Regions from separate parts of the Sus scrofa genome. Here all the other regions are linked to region 3. The links are chromatin contacts, called in public Hi-C and HiChIP or PLAC-seq maps. All regions are on one chromosome and are shown on one strand. Each heading gives the region's core, a stretch centred on a gene start, on an enhancer-like site or on the middle of the called end of the contact. The rest is flanking DNA. Distances are from core to core; before and after follow the strand shown.

The links. Hi-C and Micro-C count contacts between places; a contact is called where the count stands out from the background. HiChIP or PLAC-seq counts read pairs in DNA pulled down with a chosen protein or histone mark.
Region 1: a Hi-C map of omental adipose tissue shows a contact between it and region 3, with 2.6 times the contacts expected there. The contact joins the promoter of STK10 here to the enhancer-like site in region 3. A contact is called at or near these places in 3 of 5 promoter capture datasets (fetal liver, fetal skeletal muscle and liver), 18 of 47 Hi-C or Micro-C datasets (alveolar macrophages, blood, embryonic fibroblasts and 9 more) and 2 of 2 datasets of contacts at active chromatin or transcription factors (alveolar macrophages and skeletal muscle).
Region 2: an H3K27ac HiChIP or PLAC-seq map of alveolar macrophages shows a contact between it and region 3, with 8 times the contacts expected there. The contact joins the promoter of FGF18 here to the enhancer-like site in region 3. A contact is called at or near these places in 3 of 5 promoter capture datasets (fetal liver, fetal skeletal muscle and liver), 22 of 47 Hi-C or Micro-C datasets (alveolar macrophages, brain, embryonic fibroblasts and 13 more) and 2 of 2 datasets of contacts at active chromatin or transcription factors (alveolar macrophages and skeletal muscle).
Region 4: a contact with region 3 is called in an H3K27ac HiChIP or PLAC-seq map of alveolar macrophages. The contact joins two enhancer-like sites. A contact is called at or near these places in 2 of 47 Hi-C or Micro-C datasets (embryonic fibroblasts and fetal skeletal muscle) and 1 of 2 datasets of contacts at active chromatin or transcription factors (alveolar macrophages).

Annotation. Positions count from the first base shown.
Region 1 is chr16:52,002,290-52,005,148 of Sscrofa11.1, forward strand. It overlaps STK10 (serine/threonine-protein kinase 10), which reads left to right and starts at 1,479. Exons shown (of 19, transcript XM_021077114.1): 1 at 1,479-1,960. The coding sequence starts at 1,805.
Region 2 is chr16:52,758,964-52,761,663 of Sscrofa11.1, forward strand. FGF18 (fibroblast growth factor 18) reads right to left here and starts at 1,283. Exons shown (of 5, transcript XM_013990660.2): 1 at 694-1,283; 2 at 489-525. The coding sequence starts at 725.
Region 3 is chr16:52,288,774-52,291,473 of Sscrofa11.1, forward strand. All of the region lies in intron 2 of FBXW11 (F-box/WD repeat-containing protein 11), which reads left to right. Among named protein-coding and RNA genes, the nearest start is that of FBXW11, 78 kb to the left of the region's middle. Within about 2 kb of position 1,403, at least 18 of the 83 cell types and tissues checked have an H3K27ac peak or open chromatin away from gene starts, as enhancers often do. A contact at or near this core is called in alveolar macrophages, brain and omental adipose tissue, where this site is marked.
Region 4 is chr16:51,834,310-51,837,069 of Sscrofa11.1, forward strand. SH3PXD2B (SH3 and PX domain-containing protein 2B) reads left to right here. Exons shown (of 14, transcript XM_021077089.1): 9 at 2,107-2,224. Among named protein-coding and RNA genes, the nearest start is that of UBTD2, 71 kb to the right of the region's middle. Within about 2 kb of position 1,417, at least 39 of the 83 cell types and tissues checked have an H3K27ac peak or open chromatin away from gene starts, as enhancers often do. A contact at or near this core is called in alveolar macrophages, where this site is marked.

The DNA.
Region 1 (2,859 bases), core at 229-2,728, 290 kb before region 3:
CCAGCCTGTTGTGGGAGGTTTAGATGTGGGCTTAGTCAATGAGGGCTCAGTCTTGGGCTGTGTTTTCTTCTTTTAGTGAGAAAGACCCTCTACAATTGCAACCACTCATTGAGTTGTGGGGACATTTCAAAATGCTTGGCAACTTTTGCTCAGGGTGCCCTTCTTACAGACCACCACCAGCACCCCAGCCTTCTGTGGTTGGCTTTCTACATTTGGAACTGTAATTGGTGTTTGCATACGGCTCAGGGAGGGCTGAAAATATCTCCACACTGATGGTTCTCCACAGGGATGGGGACAATTGGGGTATGACTTTCACTCAGATTGCATTTGCTTATGAGGGAGAGTTACCATAAGAAGATTTACAGGCTGCCCAACCCTCCGGACTTGCTACTTGGAACCTACTTAGCAGATTTAGATAAAAGTATAACCGTCCTAGGGAGTTTCCTTTGTGGTTTAGCAGAAAAAACGAAACTGATAGTAACCCCGAAGAGGCGGGTTCAATCCTTAGTCTCACTCCATGGGTTAAGGATCCAGTGTTTAGGCGAGGTGCTATGGTGTAGGTCGCAGAGGAGGCTCGCATCTGGCGTGGCTGTGGCGTAGACCCGCCGCTGTAGCTCTGATGAGACCCCTAGCCTGGGAACATCCGTATGCCACACCTGCGGCCCTTAAATACATACATACATACATACATAAAAGTATAACTGTCCTAGAGACAATAGTGGCAGGTGAAAACGACCAGGATCGAAGATGATGGTGGTCAAAAGATTTCGGTTCTACGTACGGGGAGCTTACTTAGAAAAATTGGGAAATTAAGAAACGTTTTACTTAATATGCAAATATATCTGAAGATCCCTTATGAAGCATGTGATAAACTCTCAAGGAGCTCTTCTCCTAGCCCAGCAACCCTGGCCGGTGGATCACCATGGGGCAGAGCCCCTGGGAAGCAGGAAACCAGCCTGGGCCTCCAGGGACTCACCCACGGCCGCAAGGGCGCAGCATTTTCCTCGCTAGGAGGCAGCATCGCGCCGAGGAACCGGCACCGGATCCACCAGCAGGATATGTAGCCCCGGACCGGTGCCCTTCCCGCCTGGCGCTCCCAGCTGAAAAGTGGGCGCGAGCAGAGCAGCCTAGCGGGATGGTTACCCGGCGGGTTAAATGATTAATGCCAGTTCGCCTTCTTGGTCTTTGGACAACAATCAGTGGGCACTCGTGACAAGCCAATTCGCTTCCCCTCCTGCTCCCGCAGAAATTTGGGGAGCCATAAGAGGCGGCGGGTCTCCCAGACCCGGAGGGGTCCCGGCTGAAGGGTTTCCTCAACTCCCCAAAGCCTGGTCGGTGGCTCGCCAGCTCGCGGCGCGCGGGGGGAACTACAGTTTCCAGAGTGCCCTGCGGCGATGGGCGGAGCCCGGCAGCGCCCGCAGCCAATTAGGGGGTCTCTGGGCGCTGCCGAAGAGCTGCAGGTGGAGCCGGGCAGGAGGGCGGGCGCGGGGCCGGGTACCCGGAACGCGTCCCGGGGCTGGCGGGTTGGGCGGGGGCGCGGCGCGAGCCGGGCAGGCATCGGGAGGCAGCCCGGGGACAGGACCGAGCGGGGGCGGGGACCACAGCCGCCTGCGCGGTTCCGGGTGCTCCCGCGGCGCTGAGCCCTGGGCGCACTTGACCCGTGTCCGGCTGCGGGGAAGGGCGGGTCTGGGGAGAACCCCAAGCGCCGCGGCGTCTCTCCAGCCCTTCCTCTTCGCGGCCGCCGGAGCCACAGCCCGAGCCCGAGCCGGCGCCACCTCGCCCCCCGGCTCGCGTGCCCCTAGCCATGGCTTTCGCCAATTTCCGCCGCATCTTGCGCTTGTCTACCTTCGAAAAGAGAAAGTCCCGCGAATACGAGCACGTCCGCCGGGACTTGGATCCCAACGAGGTGTGGGAGATCGTGGGCGAGTTGGGCGACGGTGCCTTCGGCAAAGTTTACAAGGTGAGGGCGCTGGGGTGTGGGTGGTTCGGGGCTCGCGGAGCGGTTCCGGAAGGAAGGGGCGCTGGCCCTGGTTAGTCTCGCTCACCGCTCGGGAGAGCGCAGAGGGGCTGCTTGGCCCTGAACTCAGGTTCTTGTCCTGGTGACCCTTGTTCTTTGGGGGAGGGGGTGCCCACGCTCAGCCCGACTGAGTCTCTGCGCACCCAACTCCCTCTCTGGGCAAGGCTGCTGCCCCGGGGCTAAGTTTCTGAGCACTTCCTGTGCGCCCCGCACGGCTCTCGGCTCTCGGCGCCGCAGGGGGAGACAAAGGGGCGCTTATAAGACTTTAGCATCCTCAGATGAGGCATCTGCGCTAAAGCTGGGATACTAGGTATACTTTTTAAGGGACGCCACCCAGAAGCTGTGAGAATGCCGAGGCGATGGGGACGGAGAAACACAGCTGCAGCTGAAAGGGTTGTGACCGGTGAAGTTGGGTAGGCACCTGAAGAGAAGCCAGAGATGCGAGATAGGAAATCGCGGTGGGGGGTGGGGGGAGGTGTAGAGTTCGAGGTTAGGCTTGGAAATGTGGACTGGGGCCGGCAGAGGGGTAGGTCAGGGCCTCGTGAATCCGGCGCTTGGGGGATCAGATTTGATTCTGTAGATGAGTCACAGCTGGGGAGTCTCCCAGGCTGCAGTCACCTTCCCTTAGGGGAATAAGAAGCGAGAGAGCTTTTGTGGAGGGGTGGGTGGGGGCAGAGCTGATTAATTCTAGACACGTTTGCCGCAGGTCATTGCCTGGTTCCCGGTGCTGTGAACAAATTCTGAGTTGCTGAGTCGCGTTAGGGACCCAAACACTTAGGACTTGACTCCACCCTTTCCCTGATTTCCTTTCGCCCAGGAAACCCTATGCTGAAAGAGACCCA
Region 2 (2,700 bases), core at 33-2,532, 470 kb after region 3:
CTCTCAATGCTGCAAACGCCTTTGAAACCACAGAGTAATTTACAACTGAAGCTTTCTCCCTGGACTTCAAATCCACTCGTCTGAAAGGAGCCTTTTTGTTTAGAAGAGCGAGCGGAGATGTTAAGGGACGGTTGGCAGAGAAAATCCCTACGTCCTAACTCCTCACCCGCTGCGAGCCGGGGGGCCTAGAACCGGGCACATTGCAGCGTCTGAGCCCGCCGGCTCCGGGGATCTCCTCCCAGCCGTAGCCCCGCCAGCGCGCGCCAGCCTGAGTCCCACAGCAGAGCCCCTTGCCCTTGGCCGGTCCCCCCTCCTGCGCTGGGCGCGTGCGGAGCCGCCCTTCCGCGCCCTGGGAACAGGTGCACTGGGCTCGGCGCCCAGGAGGGGTGGGGCGCAGGGAGGGGGCGCGGCCCGGAGGAGGGGGGTCGACACGTACCGCGAGGCAGTTGCGGGGGTGGGGGAGAGGTCAGAGTCAGGAGCCCACGTACCTGTACCTGGAAGCACAACAGCAGGAAGTGTAAACACCTGCGGAGAGAGATGGAGAGGCCGTCAGTGAGACTGGAAGGAGGGGGACCTAGGTACAGACAGATATGCAGTCGGAAAGTCGGAGAAACGGCTGGGCAGGCAGACAGAACCACAGGCACACCGACAGACTGCCAGGCAGGGTGGGCAGCCCCGCGAGCGGGCGCTTACAGGCAAGTGCAGGCGGAGGGCGCTGAATACATCGCTGGGAGGGAGGGAGGCGGCGGCTCCTAGCCCAGCCTGCACATGTCCGCTTCGCGCGGCCGGGACCGGGCGCCTCCGCCGCCTCCGCCGCCGCCGCCGCCGCTGCTGCTGCTCCCTCCTCGCCGGCTGCTGCTGCTGCAGACTCTGCTGCTCCGGGGCGCTCCGCGGCGCGCCCTGCGGCATCAGCGCCCCGCGCGGCTCCTCCCGAGCGCTGCGCCCTCCGGGCTGGCGCGGGGGCTGCGGGGCGGCCGCCGCTGTGCAGGAGGCACCGGCCGGTGCGAAGAAGCTTGCTCACTGCCGGCTGGCCGTCCGTCCGGGCGTCCGCGGGAGGCTGGCTGACAGGCTCACTCCGGGGGCAGCATGCACGGCGGGGCTGGAAGCTGGGGCGTGCTCTCCGGATGGGGCGCGGGACTGCGCGGGGCCAGGGGTCAGCGTTCTGGGGCCGGGGCGCGCGGCTGCAGCACGAACGCGTCACGGCCGCTCCGTCTGGGCGCCCGCCGGCTCATGTCTCCTCCTCCGAGTCTCTCCGGCCGTGCGCATCGCCGCCTCCCACCACTGGCGGCGGCCGGGGCGTTTTCTACGCGCGGGCGGCGAGGGGGCGGGGGGCCGGGGGCGGGCCCGGGCCCGAGCCGGCACAATGAGGATGCGGGGCCCGGGGGCTCCCCCCTCGGGGCGCGGCCGGACGGGCGCTCAGCTCGCCTGGGTGCGCCGCGCCCACATCAAAGGCGGCTCTGCCTGCTTGCCTGCCTGCCGCGGCCTCTCCTCTGCCGCCTCCTCCTTCTCCTGGCGGCCCTGGGTTGGAGGGAGGCGCTCAGACTCTCGGCGACGGGACCAGCAGCTCCGAAGGGGCAGAGCCCGCGAGGCTGGAGCTGGTGAGCGCTGGAAGCCGTCGGAATTCTGTGTCTGGGCGCAATGACCCGCGCCACGGAGCAACGCTGCCGGAATTGGACAGGCAGCGGTCCCCAAGAACGCAGTTAGGTGCGGAACGTCTTCATGCGCCCACATTCGCTAGTCGCACTCACTCACACCAACCAGCGCTTGAGTGGGGAGCCGGGAGGGGGCGGGTCAGGCCCAGCCCTCGGGGCGGCTCCGTTTAAGGGGGGGTCTCTTTTACCCGCCCTTTGAGTCCACGCAGGATCGTGGTGTGTCCCAGACACCCTCTCGGGCGGCTGGCCAACCCAAGTGAGCCCTCTTCCAGTCTCTGTCCCTGCCGTTGAGGGGGAGAGGGTCTCCAGGGCGTCTGTTACGCATCTCCCCCCCCCCCACCTTGAGCTCCCGGGTCGGATCCCAGCTGGGCTCTCCAGTAGGCGAGACAGCTTTGGAAACGCACGGCTGCCACCTAGCGGTCCTGAAGTTTCGCTGCAGCCCAGCCCAGTCGGGCTGTGCAGGCCCGGGAGGAGCCAGCAGGACTCTGGTCAGCGACCACTGCAGGCCCTCTTCTGGCCTCCAGACTGAGATTCGTTACTCCTTGTATACTGATCGTTTTGACTCTTAATCAGGTCCCTTCTGAGGACATCTCGCCTAACCGCCTCTATCTCTTCAGAGGCATGACTCCTGTCCTTCCCACCAACCTCAAAATTTGGGTGTTCTTGTCTCAGGCAACTGCTTCACACCGTCTATAGCTCCAGGCAGCCAGGCTCTGCTTGGCCTGATTGATACTAAGGGAAACAGTCATAGCATGAAAGAAACTGAACAAGCTCAAAAGGCAAAACGCAGGAATCAGACTATTTGGTTAAGAACCTTCTTGCACCATTGGCTAGGGTTGCTATCCCCATTTCACTTCCAGCAAAACTAAGGTAGGCCCTGTCAAACAGTGCTACTTCCTAGAGTCATGGAAAATGAAATATCAGCAATTGTTCTGATTATCAGGCCACCCTGCAAGCTATTTTAAGTTCCCTTTCAAAGCTGAAGCTATCTTAAAGATAGCCTGTTTCCGCATTGAACACAAGTGTAGAAAACCTTTTTAAAACCAAG
Region 3 (2,700 bases), core at 153-2,652:
AGAATAGGAAGATCTGCAGTTTTTATTTACATGCGATGCTTCTTGGTAGGTGTAGGTGGAAAGAGATGATGATGAGAAGAGTAGGAAGTGATGAAGCCAGGTTGCTATTTCAAAGAACCTTCCTTTCCCAGAAGTGCTGGAGACTCTCAGACTGGCTTGCCTCATGGTTTCATCCAAGAGTTTGGATGTAGGAAACCACCTTCCTTTTCTCCTGGAAGGAAGGCTTGATGTTTTTTTCTTACCGTTGATGTTTTTTTCTTACCGTGTCCTTGAACCTGTGACCTTTAGTCTCTTATACCTTTAAGGAATAAAACAGTGATTTTTGAAAAAAAACTGTGGCTCTTAGAATTTTCTATTATTGCCATCCCTTCTTACCTCCACATATAGCAGGCTGAGAAAGATGTTGGGGACTAGAGAAGGTACATACTACATTCACCAAAAGTGGGCACTTCCGCTGCCTCCCAGGACTATTTATCTGGTGAAGTGGAAGAAGGAAGGAATCATGCCAGGTTATTGCTCTAGTCCAGCATTTGCAAATACATGCTGAGCTCTTTTTTATCAAGATGTTATTATAAAAAGCGAGCGGCCACACCCAATACATTAGGGAAAGCTGCATTAAAGTAACCTCACCTGATTTTTAAATTTTGAGGAGTTCCCGTCATGGCTCAGCGGTTAATGAATCCGACTAGGAACCGTGAAGTTGCGGGTTCGATCCCTGGCCTTGCTCAGTGGGTTCAGGATCTGGCGTTGCTGTGAGCTGTGGTGTAGGTTGCAGACGCAGCTCAGATCCCATGTTGCTGTGGCTCTGATGTAGGCTGGCGGCTATAGCTCTGATTAGACCCCTAGCCTGGGAACCTCCATATACTACTGCAAGAGTGGCCCTAGAAGAGGCAAAAAGACAAAATAAATAAATAAATAAATAAATTTTGAGACATTTCAGAGCTTTTAGTATATTTTTGAAGCGGCGTGTGTGTCTGAGAGTGAAAGAGAGTGAGTGTGAGGTGGCGGGGAGAGGAGGAAGAGGGGAATGAGAGAGTGGGCCCGGGAGCATGCAGCACTTCTTCAACTGAATTTGACCCCAGGACCCTTTTTTCTCTGAACATCTCTTTTATCACCTGGAATACTCTTTGGAAACAATCCTCTGATCATTTTATCTTGAGGGCAGCATTTTCCCTCTGGCATCTTCTGAAGGCTTTATAAGAGAAGTTAAAAAAATATACATGATGAGGGAGCTATTCCATCACTCACAGGGCTCTCTTAAATACAGTTTTATTAAATCGTATGTCTTTATCCCCTTTTGTCAAGCCTTCAGAGAATTGTTGCTATTTTTATCCGAGGGACTGTTTCCTTCTCCACTATGTAAATTAACACCACGTCTCTGTTTGGGGATGACAGGAAGGAAGAATGAAATTTTCTTACTGGAAAGACAGCTGTTTCTTGTGTAGTCTGCAGGAACTTCTGATGTTTTGTTGTTTGTTTCCTCTCGGAGTGAGGAACGTATTGAGGTAGCTTCTGTCAGAGTAGCTCTGGTGGGTTCAGGCTCCTGCGTTTTGAAAGTTTTTAGTTCAAAGCAGTGTTCACATATGCCTCCTTCACACATTCCCTGGGCTGCCTGGAGATGTGGGAGCGGGGACTGACTTCCCATCCATCATCCACTTGGCACGCTCACCTGTTCATGTTGCCAGCCATTCTTTCTTCTTACCCCTCTCTCAGAGCCCAGGATGTTGTGACGTTGCAAGCGTGGCTCTGTAATGACCAGTAGACCCAGATGATACACTGAGTCTCTGTTCCCACTTTGTTCATTCCCCCAAGGAAAGCTGCCAGTGTTCTTAATCCCGAAGTCCTTCAGGAGAGCAGTAAAAGGAATTACGTGGAGGGAGAAGTACTGTGTTTGTTTTCCTCTGCTTCACCCCCTTTTCTCATGTAGGATCATTTACTGCCACCCCCACTCTAGGCCTGCTTGGGACACTTGGACACACTGCCTGCCTCTCCAGCTCATGGCTTCCTTTAACCTGTGGAGCCCTGCCCTCCTGCCCAGCCCCCTTCCCCATGGCAGCCTTCAGTGCTGTAGGGCTTGCACGGGTTTATTGAGGAAGCCAGTGGGTTTTCCCTATTAGGCAACCATCTGGAGCCATTCTGTCAGAGTCTGAGGTTAGAAAAGCTTGAGAAGATAATACTTGGTGGGGGCGGGGGGGAAGGAGCTACTTCAAAGCAGGGCATGAACAGAGTTTTGAATACCCTTGTACACCAGGCCCTGTGCCCGTAGTCTCAGTCCCCACAACAACTCTGTGTGGTTTGTATTTGTCCAGGGGCAGAACACCTTGCTCAGGATCACTCACACGCATCGAAAGAGTGGCTGCATCTAGATACCAACTTCTTTCTTGGGTTTCAAAGCCTTGGGCTTTCCTGCGACATCATTCTCTCCTCCGTCTCTGATCAGAGCCTGCGGTGTCAGCTGCAGAGCGCTAGTATTCAGTGGTGATTCTTCTTGCCACTACCTACATTGGGTATTTTCAAATGGATTGTTTGGAAAATTTGAGAGATAGGCTTATCCCCTACAGGCAGTAAACAGACTCCTATAAACACTGATAACTTAAGCCGATCTAAAGGGCCTTTTAAACTAATACTGTGGGACAAATGTTGTACTTTAAATTTTGTACCCCCATCTTGGAATTTTAGATTTGGGAAGGAATCTCAGAG
Region 4 (2,760 bases), core at 167-2,666, 450 kb before region 3:
TACGTGCAGCATATGGAGGTTCCCAGGCGAACCTCCATATGCTGCAGCTGCTGGCCTACACCACAGCCACAGCAACGTGGGTTCCGAGCCACGTCTGCGACCCACACCACAGCTCATGGAAACGCGGGCTCCTTAACCCACTGAGCGGGGTCAGGGATCGAACCCGCATCCTCTTGGATACTAGTCGGGTTCATGACAGCTGAGCCATATCAGGAACTCCTTCGTCTTAAATTTGGTTAGGGATCGCCAGAGAGGTGATCCCCCAGTGTGATTCCACCAAAAACTGCTGGCCCCAGGAGTCCAGGGCCTGGGGTACTTCTTAAGTCTGGGACCCAGTCAGTGCCCCTTCTCACCTGGCCAAACAGTACTTCTGTGCATCCACGGGGCTGAACTACCCCCTGCCCCGCTCACAGCAGCCACAGCCCAGCCTGCCTCTGTGAGCGAGGAGAACAGCTGAGGCGGCTGTGCACAGATATGTGCAACTTGAGTCAGCTCAGCCCCCGCAGAGCAGGTCAGGGGCTAGATCAATCAGTAAACAAACGCCCCGTGTGTTTCCCGCCTCCCTTTGCACTGCCTGGCCTGGCCAGAGGCAGCCCGTGGTGTTTTCCCAGAGAGAAAGAGTCAGCTGACACACACGCCAACCATCCGCATCAGCTCGCAGCTGGCCTGGTCACTCCCTGGGGGCTGGAATGTAACCGAAACAGGAAAGCCCACTCCTCTCCTCCATGGCTCCCCTGGGACGCTCATCCGTTATCTGTCTCAGCAGTCACTGCCCACAGTGCTAGGCGTGGCAGCTATTGTCGTGGTCTCTGGAGGGCCTCCCCAAGTGTGACACTGAGCAACCCTCGCAGCAGAGCCCTGGCCCTCCAGCTTGGGAGGGTGGCGGTGGGGGGCGGGGGGGACCAGAGGGACACAGCTGGAGGCAGCCCATTGGACTGGAGCCATAAGGATGGTCCCTGGGCTTTGGGAGAGGGAGCCGGGAACCGCAGAGAGCAGGCTGGAAGGCACCCCAATCACACTAATGAAGACAGAAGCAGGCAGTCCTTTCCTGATAGATACCTGAATTGTTACATTGTACACCTGAAACCAATGCAGTGTCATGTGTCAATTTTATCTCAATTTTTAAAATAAATAAATTTTTCAAAATTAAACTGAGGAATTCCCGCTGTGGCGTAGACCGGCAGCTGCAGCTCCGAGGCAATCCCTACCTAGCCTGGGAACTTCCATGTGCCACAAGTGCGGCCCTGATGCAAATAATAATAATAATAATAAATTTTAAAATAAAACAAAATAGGTGCTTCAGGCATGGCTGGATCCAAGGGCTTGAAAATAGTGTAAGATAGAGATCGCCTCCTAGCTACGTAATGAAAATTGCTTGCTCTCTCCTCCTGGGTAGTGATTCAGCCCAAAACCATGTGCCGCCAAATCCAGCTTGTCTGTGACTCCTCCACCAACGAGAACTGCAGAGGAGCCAGGGAGAGTTTCTCTCTCTCTCTCTGTTTCACACACACACACACACACACACACACACCAGCATGCGCGAGCGGACTCCCACAAGGCCTTGGGGATTTGTTCAATTACTAAATAGTGCCTCTTTGGCTGCATACTTACCCCCAGGACCATGGCCAGTGCCGGAGATAGAGGAATGAACAAGACAGACAAATCCCTGCCTTCCTGCAGCTCATATTCTAGCAGGGGAAACAGACATGAACATAATAGCTAAGTAAATTACCTGGTTTATTAGGAGGTAATACCTGGTAAGGGGGGAATACACCTGGGTAAGGGGCAGGGTGCCATGCCTCTGAGTATCGCCTAAGGCAAAGTCAAGAAGGGTGACCTTGAGGCACAGATTGAAGAAGGTGAGTGCCGTGTATGATACCGAGGGATTTCAGAGGTGTTGGGACCTACCCTGTATCCTGTGTCCTGTGGCCGCTTGCACAGGCTCATCCAGAGCTAAGTGAGGTTATGGCGGGGGAGGGGGGCATGGTGCACAGACGCCTCTGGAGGAAGTCTTTCACTGCTAGGGCATCTCTCGGATCACAGCCTTGGCCATCAGCACTCTGGGACTTAACAGTGACTCACCCCAGCATCTCTTTGTCCCCACAGAGGAAAAGTACACAGTCATCTACCCATACACAGCGCGTGACCAAGATGAAATGAACCTGGAAAGAGGAGCTGTGGTGGAAGTCATCCAGAAAAACCTGGAAGGCTGGTGGAAGATCAGGTACCCTCTGCAGCTGGGTGGGTTTCAGGTCATGTGGGCTCCAGCTGCTCAGAGGTCTATAAAGTGATTGCAGAAGAAGTGAGGTTTCAGCTTGAGCCATAAAAGGATGCTTCTCCTCTGTGCTATTTGGCTTCCTTCCCTACCCATATCCTTTAAAAATCCGTAATAAGCAAAACTGAACAGAAAGCAGTAACCCCATTGAGCAAGACTGATCTCCAGATGTGTCTCATAACCAGTAACTGGAGGCTGGCGCTGCCCTGTGTGAGTGATTTCCCACTCCAGCCCTCCTCTGGGAGCAACCGGATGTGTAACACCACACAGACGGGAGCCTGTCCTAAAGCCCATCATTTGCTGTCATTGCTCGGAGTCCAGAGGAGACTGGCATTTCAAACACTTTGTCACAGCTCTTTCACCCATGCGGTGAAATCAAAACCTCATAGGTAGGTAGGGTGGCCAACTCATCCTGCTTGGCCTGGGACTTTCCCAGTTTGGTAATGAAAATCCTGGGTCACTCCCTGGGTTACCCTGGTGAAAAT